Regions from separate parts of the Mus musculus genome. Here region 2 is linked to region 1. Evidence: chromatin contacts called from public HiChIP or PLAC-seq data. All regions are on one chromosome and are shown on one strand. The core of a region is the stretch at or near the end of the contact, and the rest is flanking DNA. Distances in the headings are between cores, read along the strand shown. Region 1 overlaps Tnfaip2 (tumor necrosis factor, alpha-induced protein 2). Region 2 has its middle 14 kb from the start of 2810029C07Rik.

Evidence for each region. HiChIP or PLAC-seq counts read pairs in DNA pulled down with a chosen protein or histone mark.
Region 2: an H3K4me3 HiChIP or PLAC-seq map of bone marrow-derived macrophages shows a contact between it and region 1, with 2.0 times the contacts expected there. The contact joins two enhancer-like sites. A contact is called at or near these places in 1 of 39 promoter capture datasets (macrophages), 3 of 115 datasets of contacts at active chromatin or transcription factors (bone marrow-derived macrophages, embryonic stem cells and pancreatic cancer cells) and 2 of 9 other capture datasets (adipose tissue and pancreatic islet).

Annotation. Positions count from the first base shown.
Region 1 is chr12:111,452,345-111,457,512 of GRCm38.p6, forward strand. Tnfaip2 (tumor necrosis factor, alpha-induced protein 2) reads left to right here. Exons shown (of 12, transcript NM_009396.2): 12 at 1,077-2,674. The coding sequence ends at 1,218. Among named protein-coding and RNA genes, the nearest start is that of Tnfaip2, 12 kb to the left of the region's middle. Within about 2 kb of position 3,812, at least 66 of the 459 cell types and tissues checked have an H3K27ac peak or open chromatin away from gene starts, as enhancers often do. A contact at or near this core is called in bone marrow-derived macrophages, where this site is marked.
Region 2 is chr12:111,558,087-111,563,688 of GRCm38.p6, forward strand. No RefSeq gene overlaps it. Among named protein-coding and RNA genes, the nearest start is that of 2810029C07Rik, 14 kb to the right of the region's middle. Within about 2 kb of position 1,710, at least 172 of the 459 cell types and tissues checked have an H3K27ac peak or open chromatin away from gene starts, as enhancers often do. A contact at or near this core is called in bone marrow-derived macrophages, where this site is marked.

The DNA.
Region 1 (5,168 bases), core at 2,562-5,061:
TCTACCTACCCACCCATCCATTCATCTGTCCATCCATCCATCCATCTGTCCATCCATCCATCCATCATCCATCCATCTGCCCTTCCATGAAATTACTCATCCATCTGTCCATCTGCACATCAACCTATTTGTCCATCATCCATCCTTTCATGCAGTTACTCATCCATTTGTTCATCCATCTGTCCATCCATCCATCCACCCTATCATCCATCCATCCATCCATCCTTTCATGCAGTTACCCATACATTTGTTCATCCATCCATCCATCCATCCATCCATCCATCCATCCATCTGTCCATCCATCCTTCCATGCAGTTACCCATTCATTCATCCATCTGTCCATCTGTCCATCCATCTGTTCATCCATCTGTCCATCTATCTATCTATCTATCTATCTATCTATCTATCTATCTATCCATCCATCCATTCATCCATCCATCCTTCCATGCAGTTACCCATCCATTCATCCATCTGTCCATCTGTCCATCCATTTGTTCATCCATCTGTCCATCCATCCATCCATCCATCCATCCTTTCATGCAGTTACCCATCCATTCATCCATCTGTCCATCTATCCGTCCATCTGTCCATCCTTGCACCCTTCCATACAGTTACCCATCCATCCTTGCACTCTCTCATCTACCCACCTGTTCACTTATCCCTCTCCTTTGATCCCACCGACAGCCCTTGATTAGTATTCTGAGTACTGGACCCGCTGCTGCTCTATGCTGCAGGATGCAGTGAGGTACTGGGCAAGCAAGGTCCCAGTCCTCTTCCTGTAGCTGACAGCCTGCTGAGGGCTAAGCATGATGAGACGATTGGACAGAAAGAGAAAATTCCAAGTTCTAGTGAATTACAGGGGCTGCTGACCAGAGAGTGCAAAGCCACTTAGAGACATGACATTTAGCTGAACTTAAGAAGACCCAGAGAAGGCAAGGCTACCTACTGGGCAGAGCAGCTGGCTGCAGGTTCTGTGGCCGTGTCTGGAGTCAGGACAGCCATCGAGGAGGAGGAGTGTTTGTGAGCAGGAGTGTTTGTGACCGTGGGGCTGACAGGGTGTACTCTCTCCTTGCCAGCAAAGGCCACCTGAACGCCATCCTGGCCATCAAGGGCAATCTACCAAGCAGTGAAGTCAGGAGCATCCGGAACATACTGGACATCAACACGGGAGTGCAGGAGCCTCCCAGGCCCCTGTTCTCCCTTATAAAGGTTACTTAGCTTTTCTGAAGGTCTGATATGCTAATGAGGCCCAGGGAACACCAGGCACCACACCAGTTGGGGATGCTCAGTGGCTCCAGCTCCATGACCCATCATCAGGCTCCCACATTCTGCTGTTGCTTCTGCCCAGCCCTGGCTCTGGAACAAGATCTGACAGCCAAGATCGCACAGATGATGGATCCAGTGGGGTCCAGACCTCACTGAAGGGAGCTGACATCTGAGCATGCAAGAGATTTCTTGTAAATGATTATTCATCTTGGGTAGAGTGACCTTTGTCTACCTACACTGTAGTCTGCCTTTTAACGGTCTGAGTTGCCCTGTCCAGCTCCCTAGGATCAGGGGTGAAGCCTCATTTATACCATTTCCTTCAGCCCAGGGATGTCATGAGATAGAACTAAAAACAAGGGAAGAAAGAAGAACTAGTATCTGACCCGGGGCCTGGAAGCAGGCCTGTGAAGTGCCCATGACAGAGCTAGACCCTGCAAAGTGTCCCCTGGTACCACTCAGCTAGCAGGACCCTCTTATTCACTCCCCATGGGCTGCCCTGCCCCTCTGTGTGTGTATGGATGTGTTTGGGAAGTGACCCTGGAAGCCTTCGCAGAGCAGGGACCTCCCGGGTTCTCTCAGATCAAATCTTCTTGCATTTAGGAATAAGCCAGAGGCCACCGTCTGGAGTCTGGTGGGAGTGCAGGGGTCTGGCAAGTGCTTTACTGGCTTCCTGTTGGTGCTGTGCCAAACTTCCACGGCAAGTGGGCTTGAACTACCACTTTTCCTTCAGTTCTGCAAATCACAAGTCTATTATCAGACTGAAGTCTAAATGTGGTCAGGGCCCACTGCCTCTGGAAGCCCCAGGGAGAATTGTTTCCTGGTCTTCCCCAGTCTTTAGAGGTTACCCCCATCTTTTGTCTGAGGACCTTGTACCTTCAGAGCCAGGGACAGCTACATATGCTCCTCACACCACCACAGTCTCCACTGGTTCGGATCCCACTGTGACTTAGGATCCCCGTGACTGCAGTGAATCTGCCCAGAGACTCAGCAGCCACCCCATTAACTAACTCCTGTCACCCAATAGTCATTGGCTCTGGGGACCAGTGGGTCCCACGGGGGCTACACTGGAAAACAGCAAGGCAGTTTGCCATCAAGGCACCTGCTACTCCACAGATCCTGCTCCTCTCTAGCCATGAGAGCTCTTCTCGGCACTGGCCCAGCCTTGACTTGTCATGATTCGAGGCTGGGATTTGAAGCTTCTCCTCTGTCCCCTCCCCCAGGTACTTGCTGGAGCTGGCCAGGGTGAGCAGCACACACAGCCTTTGTATTCTTGTAGACGACCGCTTGTTGATGACATTAATATTGTTAATATTATTTTTATAGTGTTGGTTTTGTATGTGTGTACTCAGGACAGAATCCAGAGATTTCTTTTTTATATAGCTTGATATAAAACAGATTTCAAAAGTGACTGTGGAGTGGTTTATTTGGGGAATTGCAAAGTTGGGGGAGGGGCCGAGCTGTTTCTAGCAGCTTCTTCTACCTCCTGTGTCTGCAAACCCTCTCTCTAGTTCTGGTTCACTTCACAGTTCTGGCTTCTCAGCTCCTAGGGTCCAGCCTATAGTACGTTTGCCCCCTTCCAGATATAGACGGCTTCCTTCGCCCCTGCATGTCTCTTTGCCTAGAAGTTGGCAACTGGTCATCCTGAGGCTGTGGGGCAGAGCTGGTGGGAAGGTGAGATATGGGAGGTCATCATGTTAACTCCGTGTTTGGACTCGGTGAACAAGAAGTTCCTGGTTTACGTGCAGTGGGAAGGGCATGACGGCCTCTTCCTCTGCATCCTGGTCTGGACCTAGGATTTGAGGCAGAGCAGAGTCTCTAGGGAATAAAGGAACATGACAAACCCATTCCACAGAGTTCAAGAATTCAGGGGTGTGGTGAGGAATTAGCGCACCCCTCCCAGTGTCCCAGTGAGGGACATGTGGTGCTTATTTGTGTGTGTGTCTGTGTGTGTGTGCGTGTGTGCCTGTCTCTGTGTCTGTGTGTCCTGCTGGAGAACTCCATGGGATGGGGATGGGGTGAATCCTATCATGAAGAGGGAAGACGGGCTGGCTAGAGAGCAAAAGGACAGCTGGGGCAGGATCCCTCGGTGCCACGCCGCTGAGACCAGCTGCAGACTTGTGCCGGTCTCAGGCTCCCTCACAGAGTGCAGGGAACTGGAGTCAGACATTCTTACCATACCTGGGACCTCCCATTAGCGTGAGAGGAGGGATCTTGGCTGAAGAGCAAGAGGAAACTAAGCTTCTGGGTCAGATGGCCACACACCACACTGAGCCCCCAAGTGCCAGGGTGCACACATAGAGGACGGCAGTGCTGGGGTGTCTCCAGTGGCTCCTGGTTCTCTGGGACCGTGAGGACCATGAGGCTCAGCTCCGGTCACTAGCCTAGGTGCCTCGCCTTCTTCACCAGTCATTTCTCCAGGAAAATCCCATGAGAAACAGAATTTGCCCCCAGAAAAGGGAAATGAGTCATCAGGCCTGGGGGCAGAGGTTCTGTACATCAAGCCTGCCGGCTCCCGAATGCTGAGCTGGGGGAGAGGTCACCCTGTATGATCTCACTGCTGTACATCCGTCCACCAGGGCCCACACGGAAGGGCTAATCTCCTCAATGCCCACTGTTTTCCAAGGCCCACACAAACACCAAGTAAAAGAATAGTTAAGGAGAGCTAGCACAGCAGGGTGCCAGTTGAGAGATCAATCGCACAACTCTAGCCAGAGGGGTCTGGCCTGAAGAGAAGAAGGTTGGCTGGAACCCCAGACTTGAGGAGCCCCTAGTGCAGACCTGGACTGGGAGTCACCTGGACAAAGGTGGGCAGATGGAAACTGGGAACAGCCAGGCTGTAGGGTGAAAGGCGGTGGAATTATGGGGTGAAAGCAAGGCCTGGGAGGGGACCCCATGAGGAAGACAGGCTCGAAAGCAGTGCATTAGACAGACCAGGTTCATTCCAGCTGTAAAGGGAGGGTTTAGAGAGTTTGAAGAGAGGATTTAGTGACTTGTGACCTGGAGGAACCCCTCAGGCTCTTGCCTTGAAATGGGAGGCAGAGAAGAGCCCCTGAAGACGTCATAAGGAACACTGATGCTTCCAAGGGGAAGAGGAGTGCTAGGGAAGATTCTGTCTCTGGACAGAGATGGCTTGTGTTAAAGTCAATTTAGGAAGATTCTGTCTCTGGACAGAGATGGCTTGTGTTAAAGTCAATTTATCAGCCTGTGGTCTGGAGAGCTACTCCAGAGGTGAGGAAGGCCTTGGGGGGCTGGGGGGCTGGGAGCCTGGGGAACCCGTAGAGGGACTAAGCCAAACTCAGTCGGAGAAGTCCGCAGAAAGGGATTGTGGCTCCTTACAAGACTAGAGTAGTGAGAGTGCCCTCGGTTAGTTTGTTGGGAACCAGGGCTCCACTCTCGCTGTTCTGAGGACATCATGCTGCACAGCCCTGTGGGGTGGGGTTCGAGACTGGTAGCCAGACCTCTTAATGGCAAGGTCCTTTCTAGGACTTTATCTGAGCCATAGGCCAGCAATTGGGCAAAATGACCAGTCAGCCACTTCCATTGTTGAAGCAAAATGCTGGAAACTCCCAAAGTGCCCATCAGAGGGCAACTGGGATAATCTCAGCACAAGGAAGGTCTGTGTAGCTATGAAGAGGAGGAGGTCCCTCTGTGCTGACTAGAAAACTCAGATCGTATAACAAAGGGAGAGCACGGTACACAACGCTTGTCATCTTCAAACAAATGAAATTGGAAGATAAATATACATTAAACGTGTGTGTTGCTGGAGTGATTTCATGGTGGAGCCCTGTGTAGATGTTGGTATTTTAAACTTAAATGCTTAATTGAAGGAATGAAAGTTCTTGGGGACCCAGGAATGGAAAGGAGCAATGACATTCAGTGTAGGATGGTCCAGCCACTGTTAG
Region 2 (5,602 bases), core at 460-2,959, 100 kb after region 1:
GACTTCCTGTTAGCATAGGCTGGTTTCAAACTCACAGTGATCCTCCTGCCTCTGTCTCTGGAAAGAGCTAGTGTTCCAGGCACGAAGCACCATGCCTAGGATTTAGTTTTCAGGGAGCCTAGTGATTCACTAGAATGGTCTTGGCTTTTGTTTATCTGGGAATTTCTTTTTTTTTTTTTTTCTTTTCTTTCCTTTCCTTTCCTTTCCTTTCCTATCCTTTCCTTTTCTTTTCTTTTCTTTTCTTTTTTTTTTTTCCTGGTTTTTTGAGAAAAGGGTTTCTCTGTGTAGCCCTGGCTGTCCTGGAACTCACTTTGTAGACCAGGCTGGCCTTGAACTCAGAAATCTGCCTGTCTCTGCCTCCCAAGTGCTGGGATCAAAGGCGTGTGCCACCACGCCGGCCCTATCTGGGAATTTCTTATCCCTCCCTCCTGTGTGTGTGTGTGTGTGTGTGTGTGTGTGTGTGTGTGTGTGTGTGTATGTGAGACAGAGACAGAGACAGAGAGAGAGAGGGTCTCTTTATGTAGACCAGGGTGGATTCAAGCTTGCTATGTAGTTCAGGCTGGCCATATGTTTTCCATCCTCTCACCTCTGCCTCCTAAGAGCTAGAATCTCCTTTTAGGGTAGATTGGTTGTTAAAATTTTTATTGGTGGTCACAGGGAAAGGGACCTCTTCCATCAGTGGGAGTATTTGCAGGTTCTCCAGACACTCCAGGCTTGGGTCCTAAAGGGCCTGGGTGTGACTGGGTACATCTGGCAGGTTCCCATTATCTCCTATGGACACTGTGAAGTTGTAGGGTGTGGCCTGGTTGACAGTGGTGGCTCTCAGTTAGGGGCTGAGTGAGGGAAGAATTACGACTGGAAATGAGCAGTTATCATCTCCTTTCTCGGGGAGCTCTTGAGGAAGGTGGAGCATTTCCTGGCCATCTGGGTCTCAGTAGAATCTCTCATCATCATCATCATTATCATTACTACTCCTACTATTTTGTATTTCATCACAATTAAGAAGTTCTCAGCCATTGGTTTGTTTTTCCACATGATCTCTTTCCTCATTTAGTTTAAAAACAAAACAACAATCCCTTGTTCTATTTTTCTGCAATTCTTTCTTCTCCTTTTTCAGGCAAGAAGGCCCTTACCAGATGCTGACCCTCACACAATGGTGGACTGGCTCCAGCCCAGCGAGACAATACATTTCTGCCCATTATATTACCCATTGGGCTGACTCGATAGTTCAGTGGGTAAGGTGCTGGCTGTTCAGTCATGAGGACCTAAGTTTGAATCCCCAGAATTCATATAAAAGCCAGACTCGGTGGCTCGAGTGTATAACCCCAGCACTGGAGAGTAGAGACAGATCATGGGAGCTCACGGGCCAGCCAATCTAGCCAAAGCAGTGAACTCCAGTACGTGAGCCTGCCTCAAAAAAATAAGATTGCAACACTATACCATATTGACATAGGAAGACACTGGACATTAATATAATATATAGGAAGACATCAGACATCAATATATTGTATTGAATATAGGAAGACATCAGATATCAATATGCCATACCGAATATAGGAAGACACGAAACATCAATTTCTGTCCTCCACATGCGCATGCACGGGTAAATACACCCACACTCACACAGTTACAGGTCCCTAGTCTCCTACCACAGTGTGTCAGAGGAACCGAGCAGCACAAGCCTCGGTCTGGAAACTGCAAACTTTCCAGCAGACTCCAGGGATTCACGACAGTCACAACCGACAGATTCTGCTGTGACGTCATCCAGACGAGGAGTGGGTTCCTGCCACTTCCTGTTTCATCCTCCGCTCCGATCTCACTGCTGTATAAGGAACTTACAAATCAATGATGAGGAACAAGGGGCTTGAAAGCTGGACAAAGGATGTGTGCACAATTTCCCCACGGGAAGGGACCAGCATCGTTCAAAACCACGATGTGATTCCACTCCACTCCGAATCTCACAACCTGTGTGTTACCTTATATGGCAAAAGGTGCATGGAGGCGAGAAGCTTATCCTGAATCATCTGGCTGCTTTTCAGATGTAATTGCCTGTGCCGTCCTGAGAAAGAAGCACGTGCCATGTGCCTCACTTGTTTCAGTTCTGACAGCCTCTGGCTATGCTGCCCAGGCTGACCTCAGACCTCAACCTTCTTGCCTCTCTGCCTTCCTATTGCTAAGGTTACAAGTGTACACCACACACACACACACACACACACACACACACACACACACACACACACACACTCGGGGGGTGGCAATAAACAAAGGCAGAAATTAGAGTGATATAGCCTTAAGCCAAAGAAACAGATTGCATTAGATGGGGATGTTGCCATGGGAGAGGGAAAGTCTGTTCAGTTGTGCTACCTAGCCTGTGATTTATCCATGCAAAGACAAAAGAAACCAGGCAGAGACAGTGGGCAGTGGGGACCATCTTGCACTCGCACTGCTGGGAGTCGGGGGTGGGGTGGGAAGAGTAAGATGGCACACCAGCTTTAGAAAGTGAGTCTTCCGGTCTTCAAGAGCTTAAACATGGGGGTACCAAGGAAGTGAGCAATGCTGCTGCTCGGAACACACCCAGGAGTGAAAGAAGTTGCCTCCAAGTAGCAGCTTGTCCGTTAATATTATAGCAGTGTTAGTCACGATCGCCCCCATTGTCCAACTGCACAGGAGAAACAGAATACTGTGTGTGTGCAATACTGTGTGTGTGGAATACTGTGTGTGTGCAATACTGCTGTGTTGTGGAATACTGTGTGTGTGGAATACTGTGTGTGTGCAATACTGTGTGTGTGCAATACTCTGTGTGTGCAATACTGTGTGTGTGCAATACTGCTGTGTTGTGGAATACTGTGTGTGTGCAATACTGTGTGTGTGCAATACTGTGTATGTGCAATACTGCTGTGTTGTGGAATACTGCTGTGTTGTGGAATACTGTGTGTGTGCAATACTGTATGTGCGCAATACTATGTGTGTGTAATACTGAGTGTGTGGCATACTGTGTGTGTGCAATACTGTGTGTGTGCAATATTGTGTGTGTGGAATACTGCTGTGTGTGTAATACTGCTGTGTGTGTGGAATACTGCTGTGTGTGTGGAATACTGCTGTGTGTGTAATACTGCTGTGTGTGTGTAATACTGCTGTGTGTGTGTAATACTGCTGTGTGTGTGGAATACTGTGTGTGTGGAATACTGCTGTGTGTGTGGAATATTGTATGTGTGCAATACTGTGTGTGTGCAATACTGCTGTGTGTGTGGAATACTGCTGTGTGTGTGGAATACTGCTGTGTGTGTGGAATACTGCTGTGTGTGTGCAATACTGTATGTGTGCAATACTGTATGTGTGCAATACTGTGTGTGTGTAATACTGTGTGTGTGCAATACTGCTGTGTGTGTGCAATACTGTGCTGAACTGGTGGTCACTGTTTCTGGGTGCCCTACAAGAACTTTTATTTTTTATTTTATTTTTAAAAGACTTTATTTCATTTATATGGATACACTGTAGCTGTCTTCAGACACACCAGAAGAGGGCATCAGATCCCTTAACAGATGGCTGTGAGCGACCATGTGGTTGCTGGGAATTGAACTCAGGACCTCTGGAAGAGCAGTCAGTGCTCTTAACTGCTGAACCATCTCTCCAGCCCCCCAAAACTTTTATTTATTTACTTCTATCTACCCATCCATCCACCCATCCATCCATCCATCTATCTATCTACAGGATCTCTCTATGTACTTCTGGTTGTCCTAGAACTCACTATGTAGATGAAGCTGGCCTCAAACTCACTCTTCTTCTCAAATCCTGGGATTAAAGGCTGGAGTCCCTTGGGGCTGGAGAGATGTCTCAGTAGTTAATAGCATTGACTGCTCTTCAATTCCCAGCAACCACGTGGTGGCTGACAACCATCAGTAATGCAACAAAGATGTCCTCTTCTAATGTATCTGATGTCAGCTAAAATGTGCTCATATATATTAAAAAAAAAAAAAAGGCTGGAGCCCCATTCTGGCTTAAAAATGCCTTATTCAGGCACTGTTTGTGATTGGACCTCTTTACACATGGAAGATGCTGTTTGCTCTGAGGCCGGGGCATCTTTCCCCCTCAGTGAATCCTTTTGAGGATACTCTAACAAGCCTGCCCCAGGCTGAGCTCTCAGCTGATTCCAGGTGCAATCAGGTTGACAATTAATTAAACATCACACCCATCTATTTTTATTGTTTCTGAATTTCTGTTCCCTATCCCCCAACACACACACAAACACACACAAACCACACAAGCACATGCACACACACACACATGCTCACACATTCTTCTTTGAGACAGGTTCTCACTATGTAGCCCTCATGCAGGGCCAGCCCAGCTGCCTGGAACTCCCTTTGTAGATTAGACTCACCCTGAATACACAGAGATCCAAACGCCTCTGCCTCTTGAGTGCTATTAAAGGCTGCACCATCATGCCTGGCATACTTCTGTTAAAATTTTTTTTTAATTTATTTTTATATATGTGAGTGTTTTGCCTGTATATCTGTGTACCACGTGACTGTCTGGTGTCCACATGTGGGTGCTGGGATCTGAGTCCTGGTTTTCTACAAAGGCAGCCAGTGCTCTTAACCCCGCAGCGCTCTCTCCAGCCCCTCACACACTTGCCTTTGTTGGAGGTTAAGAGGGAGTTGTCTGTGCACTGATCACATTTTCAGTTTGTTCTTCTATTTGGGAGTGTATACATTGTGTCTTCACAGTGCCTGTGGACTGAGTGCTCTTCCTCACTGCGACACAATACTCAGAGAAAACCAATGAAGGAAAGGGTTGTTTTGACCCCCAGTTGCAGAGGTCTTAGCCCGACAGGGTGGGGAGGAAAGGGGGAGGGGAGAGGCAGAGGAGGTGGGAAAAGAGAGGTCTGGCTTAGGACTTTTCCTTTTCCTCAGACCGAGCCTTTCAGGGCCAGACTTCCTTCCTCTGCTAACCCTCCCTGGAAAGAACATACTCAGAGCTGTGATATATTTATTAATCTCCTGGGTGCTTCATAACCCAGTAAGTTGGCAGATCTTGTACCAGCAGATTGTCTAAATTCAAAGCATGTCTGTAGTGCAGTTGTGTCCTCTGGGTTGGCCATGACTTTACTGCCTTGAAGCAGAGCAGCTATGACAATCTGCAAGCCTCCCTTGTAAGTCAGGACTACTAACAGTCTTTTATGAGAGGGCCACGACACCCTGGAGGCTCATTAGCGCCTCCCCAGGATTCCGATAGCAACTATATAAGAGGTGACAGTTGTCTGGGGTGGGATGGGGTGGTGTAGCTGCCTGGGTCATCAATGCCTCTCTAAGTAACCCTGATATGCTAACTGATTTACCTGGCTGGTCTTGAGTAAAGTTCTCCTTTGTGGGGCTGGAGAGATGGCTCAGCAGTTAAGAGCATTGATTGCTCTTCCAGAGGTCCTGAGTTCAATTCCCAGCAACCACACGGTGGCTCACAGCCATCTGTTATGGGATCTGATGTCTTCTTCTGGTGTCTCTGAAGACAGCTACAGTGTACTCGTCATATATATATATATAATAAATAAATAAAATCTTTTTTAAAAAAAGTTCTTGTTTGCTCCTGTAGGTGCCCTCTGCAG